2 separate regions of the Mus musculus genome follow, and region 1 is linked to region 2. The links are chromatin contacts, called in public Hi-C maps. All regions are on one chromosome and are shown on one strand. The core of a region is the stretch at or near the end of the contact, and the rest is flanking DNA. Distances in the headings are between cores, read along the strand shown. Region 1 holds the start of BC051537 (cDNA sequence BC051537). Region 2 overlaps Col11a2 (collagen, type XI, alpha 2).

Region 1 (3,308 bases), core at 564-3,063, 38 kb after region 2:
TTAACCATTTCCTCCTCGCCCCAAATTTACCATCTTACACACAAGGTCTGACAGGGTGGCTGCCTCTACAGCTACAGCAGATGATGGAGGCCTGGAAACCTGACACCATCTCCTGTGGGCTGTCTCTCCTTTTCCCAGCCTGCTTTGTCAGCTCCACCCATGCATGCAGTGGCCACGCCCCCTCTGCCCTCCCCCTTTCGTGTCTCTGGAACTTTTCAAGGGGCTGCTATGGCTTTGCAGGGCTGTCCTCACCCCACAGCCCAGGATGAGACCAGGCTGAGACTCAGAAGCTGAGACATGCTTCTCTCAGCTCCCATCCTTCCCTCACCCAATACAGCCGACCACATGGGCTCCTATGGACCGGCCTTCTACCAATCTTACGACGCTTCTGGACAGTTCACACACGAATTTGACGGGGAACAAATTTTCTCCGTGGATCTGAAGAACGAGGAGGTCGTGTGGCGTCTGCCTGAGTTTGGAGACTTCGCCCACTCGGACTTTCAGAGTGGGCTGATGAGCATTTCCATGATCAAAGCTCATCTGGACATCTTGGTGGAACGCTCCAACCGAACCAGAGCTGTCAGCGGTACCTGGCCCTCCCTCCACCCCACCTAACTAGGCAGGGAAGGTGATGGACAGAATCCCCAACCCCTCTTCAGAATCCTGCCCTCCCCTCCCCTCCTGCCCCAGGAAGATCCCAGAACGTTTCTGCAGGTGGCCACACGGGAGGAAGTATCCCTTAATCTCGGCTCTAGTAAGACCAAGAGCTGTGAGGGACGGGACTTTGGGATTTAGGTTCTCATTCCTCCTAGTGCCTCCCAGAGTGACCGTTCTCCCCAAGACTCGTGTGGAGCTCGGAAAGCCCAACGTCCTCATCTGCATCGTGGATGATATCTTCCCGCCTGTGATCAATGTCACCTGGCTGCGCAACAGCCAGCCCATCACTAAGGGAGTGGCCCAGACCAGCTTCTACTCTCAGCCTAACCACAGGTTCCGGAAGTTCCACTACCTGACCTTCGTGCCCTCTGCGGAGGATGTGTACGACTGCAAGGTGGAACACTGGGGCCTGGATACACCGCTCCTCCAGCACTGGGGTAGGGAGCACCCTGCCCCAGCCTGTTCACGTCTGTGTCTCCACTACTCCAGATCCCTTCCTGTGTCCTCTGACCCTTGCTTTCTTTCCTTAGAGCCCCAAGTGCTTACCCCACCACCGGACACCATAGAGACCCTGATCTGTGGCCTGGGCCTGGTTCTCGGCCTTATGGGCTGCCTCCTGGGCACCGTGCTCATGATCACAGGCACACGCAGGCCCAGTATCCGCAGGTGCAGAAGCCCCGGGAGTCTGTGGGCAAAGGGAGGAAGGCGTGGAGAGTAGATGGGGGACGCCGGGGGTGGGGGTTGGGGGTGGAGGAGACAGAGGAAGGGGGAGGAGCTAGAAAAGCGGGAATTTGGAGAAGTGGGTGTGCGAATGTGAATGGCTTCGGTCACCTGGGTTTCGCGACTTTAGGTAACTTCTCTTCTGAGAAACCCTTGAGAGATGATTCCTGGCGGACTTCTGGAAGCTTCTGCGTGCTCAGCGGCAGCCTGTGACAGTGTTGACCTCGAGTGGCATCAACCTCTGTTCACCAAATCCCAGGAGAACATTGTGGGCGCAGTCTCCTGCCCTGGTACCCCATTTCACTCACAGCTCCAGTGCCATCCACAGCTCTGGCAGCCGCACTAAATTCTCTTAAGAGTCCTTGCGTGTGTCCTTTTCACGGGGTCAGTACTTACAGGTCAGGGACGCCTGAGCATCAAGAGGAGTTCTGGGTGGTGACCACCCAGCGGGGCCACATTAGTAAATGTTTTTATGCCATCTCACCTGTGCCTTGTTGACCCATAGTGTGGTACGATTCAGGCTTCAAGGAAATGGGCACAGAGTATCCAATTATTGCAACTCCCCCAATCAAGGGCTTTTGTAGGGCAGCAGGGAGGAAGTCTCACAGGGACTCTGCTCCTACTTGAACACCACCTCTCTTTTGGACATTTCCTGGCATCCTGTGACTGACAGACAGCTGCCTAAGACGCAGCATGGCCACTTCCTTCAGTGGTGTGGATCACATTAGGCACTGGCAGGAGAACCCTGAGGTCTGAGTTGGACCAAAACTGCTTTCTGAAGAAACTGGGTTTGTTGTTTTTCAATGCATCAAAGTTAATTAAGATAAGTAGAGCCAAAACGGTGGTGTGACCTGTAAGTTTGGTCCTGGGAAAGAACTGGCTGGCAAAGACTTCTCGGACTTCCTGGGAGAGAGTAAAACTGGTAGAAGCCAACCACAAAATGTTGGGTCTGGGAAAAGGTGTCAAAGGCTTTGTTTGCCAGCAACGGCAACGTCTTCCTGGTACACCAAGGACACACTACTACCATAAAGGCTCGGGGTGGTACATACAACCTGGGGGGGGGGTGGGGGTTGGTCTTGTCTCCTGGGAACACATTCGGAGCAAGGCAGAAGAACCCAGCTCATCTTCTTGCTGGGCCGCAGGGCCTGCATATTAGCTGCAGTCCTCCGCGCACTGACTTCCCTGGCTGATCTCTCCCAGCTCTTGAGCTCCTATTGCATCTGTTGATGCACACCACGCCCCCGGGGACTGTCTCCCAGTCACACTTTCAAATCCTTGGAAAAACCGAACAGAACAGCTAGCTAAAGCTGGGTGGGCATCCATGCCGGTCCGATGTATTCAGAGCAGGGGATAAGATCGCACAACCACTGAGCTGCTACCTGAGGCGAGGGGTTAGGTTCAGTAAGGACAGCCCAGCTCTTGGTAGATATCACAGTTTGCCACTACCCTTGCCCAACTTGTCATGCATTCACACTTAGCTACCCAGCCATCAGAGACTGCTTCTCCTTAGGGTTCCAACCCTCCCCATCCTACTTTCCTACAGATAACAATCTGTGCTTTCCTACAGATAACAATCAGGTCACCTCTCTCGCGTAATGACAGCAAACCTCCCCCTCTACCCTCCAGCCAACCCTCCAGTATCCAATCAGTTTCCCTGAGATTTCCATGCTGGCCTCCTCAGATCCCTCCATGAATAGCCTAAGAGTCAAAAGAGCTCTACAGGACCCATGACCAAGCCCTTCCCTTACCTTGGCCTCACCCTCAAGGACAATTGCTTTCAACTGTCCTAACAGACCCTGAAGTGTGATTCATCGTGGATTGCTCCCTCCCACATTTATGGTGTTGGCAGCTTGATCATCAGTGCTGGTGATGTTGGGGTTCAGGGACCTTTAAGATATGAGGTCAAGGGGAGGTTCTGAGGTCACTGGGGA
Region 2 (3,340 bases), core at 682-3,181:
AAGAAAAATGATCAGTGTGGCAGGCACAGGGAGGACACGGGGGCTAGGGATGCGAGCTGGGGTGAGAATGTGGGGAGGGGACTCGAGGAGGAAGGGAGGGCGTGGCCCTGTCCTGTCAGTTCTACGGGTAGCCCCATGACAGTCAGCTTCCTAGATGAGGCTTTTTGCAGCTGTGGGGGGGGGGCGGGGGCAGGATTAGGATGATTTTGAACCCCAGTGAAGGGCAGAGCCAGGCTATGAGCTACAGAACCCTGTTTCCTACGACAGCGCTGCATCCTCCCGGGCAAGACAGTGCCTGGAGCACTAGGAGGGAAGGATCTCGGGGAGGAGCTGGGCTGGTGCTCCCCCTCAGGGAGAGAGGTCTGGCTGGGTAGTACAGTGGTGGGTGCTGGGGGAGGTGGGCCTGGAGATGGAGCAGGAGTGGCTGAGGAGACAGAGGAACTGAGGTGCAGAATTGGGCTTGGGGGACTTGTGGGACACCGAAGGAGCCAGGAAGTCGGCGGGGCTTCTGCGGGGAGTATTGCTGCTAGATGTCTGTGGCCCCTGTCTTTCCTGATTGCATTCTGTCCTTCCACAGGGCAAGCTAGGTGTTCCTGGTCTGCCTGGCTATCCTGGACGCCAGGGCCCCAAGGTGCTGTGTTGCTCCTCATTGCCTCTTCCTTGACCTCTGACCCCAGGAACCATATATGGGTGGGATTCCCTAGGGAGGTTTTAGCTGACTGACTCCCATTGAATAGATGAGAAATAGAGGCCTGTGGGTGGTAGGGCTCTTCCTAAGGCAACCTGTTTGTTGGCAGGGTCCAGCACCATTGCTGTCTTGATGGCCTCTTCCACCCCCAACCCCACCCCCCACCCCTGCTTTGGCCTTTCCCAGGCTCCTCCCCCCCTTACCCCTCTTTCTTTCTCCAATCTGTCCAGGGATCTCTGGGTTTCCCTGGTTTTCCTGGAGCCAGTGGAGAGAAGGGAGCTCGGGTAAGCGGGGGAGGGGGAAGGATGCACAGGGAGGAACCAGAGGGGCCACTGTGGGAGTCTTGCCTTGTATAATGCTTGCTTGACTTTATTCCCACCAGGGCCTGTCTGGGAAATCAGGACCTCGGGGAGAACGGGGCCCCACGGTGAGTGCTATGGGCTAACACCTGTTACCTAGTGGCTCAAAATCTAAGAGGTGGGCTGGATGGTAGCTCAGTTGGTAGTGTCCTGCACAGGGTGAACAAGCCCTGGGTTCATCCCCAGTCCTGCACAGGGTGAACAAGCCCTGGGTTCATCCCCAGTCCCACACAGTGTGAACAGCCCTGGGTTCATCCCTAGTACTCCATCAGTTGAGTGTGACAAGGTAGAATCAGGTAGAAGCAAGACGATCAGATGTTCAAGATCACCCTCAGTGACATGGTGAGCTCCTCCAGACTCAAGGATGTTTCTGACATCTGCCTTCTGTCTACCTAGGGTCCAAGGGGTCAGCGGGGACCTCGAGGTGCCACTGGGAAATCTGGAGCTAAGGTGAGTGGACTCTGCAAGGTTGAATCTGTCTCCTGATGCGGAGCCTCCACACCCCTCCCCTCCACACTCTGCCTCTTCCTTGGGGATGCCTGATAAACACCCGAATCACTCCCTGACTTTGTCTCCCTCGCAGGGAACATCAGGTGGTGACGGTCCCCACGGGCCACCCGGAGAGAGGGTGAGTGTGGCTTAAAGGCTCTGTTCCCGTGTTCCCTGGGGAAGAAACATGTGTTCCTCTTTCCAGAACCTGTCTTCCACTCATCCCATCTCTGTCTCTAGGGTCTTCCTGGACCTCAAGGCCCCAATGGATTTCCTGGCCCCAAAGGCCCTCCGGTAAGGTGACCGTTAACTTGTGACCCACATCACTTCCTTCTCCCTCATTCGTCTTCTGTGTCAAGAGTCTCTCTGACCCCAAACTTCCCTTCCAGGGCCCTGCAGGGAAGGATGGGCTGCCGGGACACCCCGGCCAGAGAGGAGAAGTGGTGAGTGATCCAGGGGTGTGTGTGTGGGGGGGGGGGGGGCTTGGATCTTGCTGAGTCAGCCGCCTTGGTGCTGTGCTTCCTCTGGGAGCCTAGAACTTGGGGCCTGCCCCACTGTCTCCCACACTTGTCCTATCTGGCTGTGACGTCACTCTGGCTTTCCCCTCAGGGATTCCAAGGAAAGACCGGCCCACCAGGCCCGCCCGGAGTGGTGGGACCTCAGGTATGTTTCCCCTAGGAGAGAATGCACCCCAGACTGGAGTTCGGGCCTCCTCTCCCAGTAACTCAGCTCTGACACCTGTTTGCCTGGGCAGAGACCCCGAATTTCAGCTCTTTCCCAGGTGTCTCTCTCTGTGTCTCTGTCTCTCTGTGTCTCTGTATCTGTCTCTCTCTCTCTCTTTGAGACATTTCCTGGCTGTGACACAAGGTGGCGTGGCCACTCCACACCAGGGATGGGAAGCCCCAGTGGCAGCCAGGAGAGCATCAACAATTTCCCCTTGGCTTTTGGGCAAACTACTGGGCTCTCGATTGGCACTTTGGGGGATGCAGAGTGGGGTCTCGGGGCAGATGGAGCTGAGTTTAGACTGTGATTTTCCCAGGGAACAGCTGGAGAAAGTGGTCCCATGGGAGAGAGAGGTCACTCTGGCCCCCCAGGACCTCCTGGAGAGCAAGGATTGCCTGGAACATCTGGGAAAGAAGGGACCAAGGTCAGTGAGGGCTGGTGGAGAGGAGCTGGGGAGGGGGGCTGCAAGGCATGGGCCAGTGTGGCTCTGAGGGGCCAGAATCTCTGCTCAAGTTATGACTTGACACCCCTCCTTTCATTTCAGGGTGACCCTGGTCCTCCTGGGGCCCCAGGGAAGGATGGTCCTGCTGGTCTGAGAGGCTTCCCAGGAGAGCGAGGCCTTCCAGGCACTGCTGTGAGTGTGACCCCCAAAGCTAACAGCCTATGAATATGGTCACTCATCACCTGGTCCCCTTGATATTATACCCCGCTTTGGGGGCCTACATCTCCCCAAAGCCCACACTTCCCAGGATGTCTTTTGGGGCCCCATGCCTGTGAAGGCTTGCCTTCTCACTCACCACTTACCCTAAATCTGGTTCATAGGGTGGACCCGGCTTGAAAGGAAATGAAGGTCCAGCTGGCCCTCCTGGCCCTGCAGTGAGTCTGGAGTTCCCGGGAGACAGTGGGCAGGAACCAGGAAAGGGTTTGGGGAGGGAGGATTCTGGGCAGGTTGTGGCAGGAACCATGGGCCTACACATGAGAGGGAATTCGGGGTAAGTCAGGATGCATTCAACTTTCTGTTGTCCCAAGATCTATGGTCAGGGGTCCTGGAGTCCCCCTTCCTGGAGGGTCTGACTCCATC

Evidence for each region. A called contact is a pair of places that touch in the nucleus more often than the background predicts.
Region 1: a contact with region 2 is called in a Hi-C map of bone marrow-derived macrophages, with 71 read pairs. The contact joins the promoter of BC051537 here to the enhancer-like site in region 2. A contact is called at or near these places in 15 of 39 promoter capture datasets (the 3T3-L1 cell line, the HPC-7 cell line, the SN4741 cell line and 10 more), 1 of 15 datasets of contacts at CTCF or cohesin (the NIH/3T3 cell line), 17 of 484 Hi-C or Micro-C datasets (the AML12 cell line, the C2C12 cell line, the G1E-ER4 cell line and 9 more), 11 of 115 datasets of contacts at active chromatin or transcription factors (CD8 T cells, the HPC-7 cell line, bone marrow-derived macrophages and 5 more) and 3 of 9 other capture datasets (adipose tissue, liver and pancreatic islet).

The regions. Positions count from the first base shown.
Region 1 is chr17:34,093,496-34,096,803 of GRCm38.p6, forward strand. It overlaps BC051537 (cDNA sequence BC051537), which reads right to left and starts at 1,814. Exons shown (of 5, transcript NR_046183.1): 1 at 1,774-1,814; 2 at 1,489-1,618. It overlaps H2-Oa (histocompatibility 2, O region alpha locus), which reads left to right. Exons shown (of 5, transcript NM_008206.2): 2 at 338-586; 3 at 813-1,094; 4 at 1,188-1,323; 5 at 1,508-1,739. The coding sequence ends at 1,511.
Region 2 is chr17:34,055,475-34,058,814 of GRCm38.p6, forward strand. Col11a2 (collagen, type XI, alpha 2) reads left to right here. Exons shown (of 65, transcript NM_001317722.1): 30 at 578-631; 31 at 919-972; 32 at 1,071-1,115; 33 at 1,444-1,497; 34 at 1,631-1,675; 35 at 1,777-1,830; 36 at 1,926-1,979; 37 at 2,146-2,199; 38 at 2,576-2,683; 39 at 2,804-2,893; 40 at 3,082-3,135. Among named protein-coding and RNA genes, the nearest start is that of Col11a2, 18 kb to the left of the region's middle. Within about 2 kb of position 1,932, at least 37 of the 459 cell types and tissues checked have an H3K27ac peak or open chromatin away from gene starts, as enhancers often do. A contact at or near this core is called in the HPC-7 cell line, bone marrow-derived macrophages, hematopoietic stem and progenitor cells and 1 more, where this site is marked.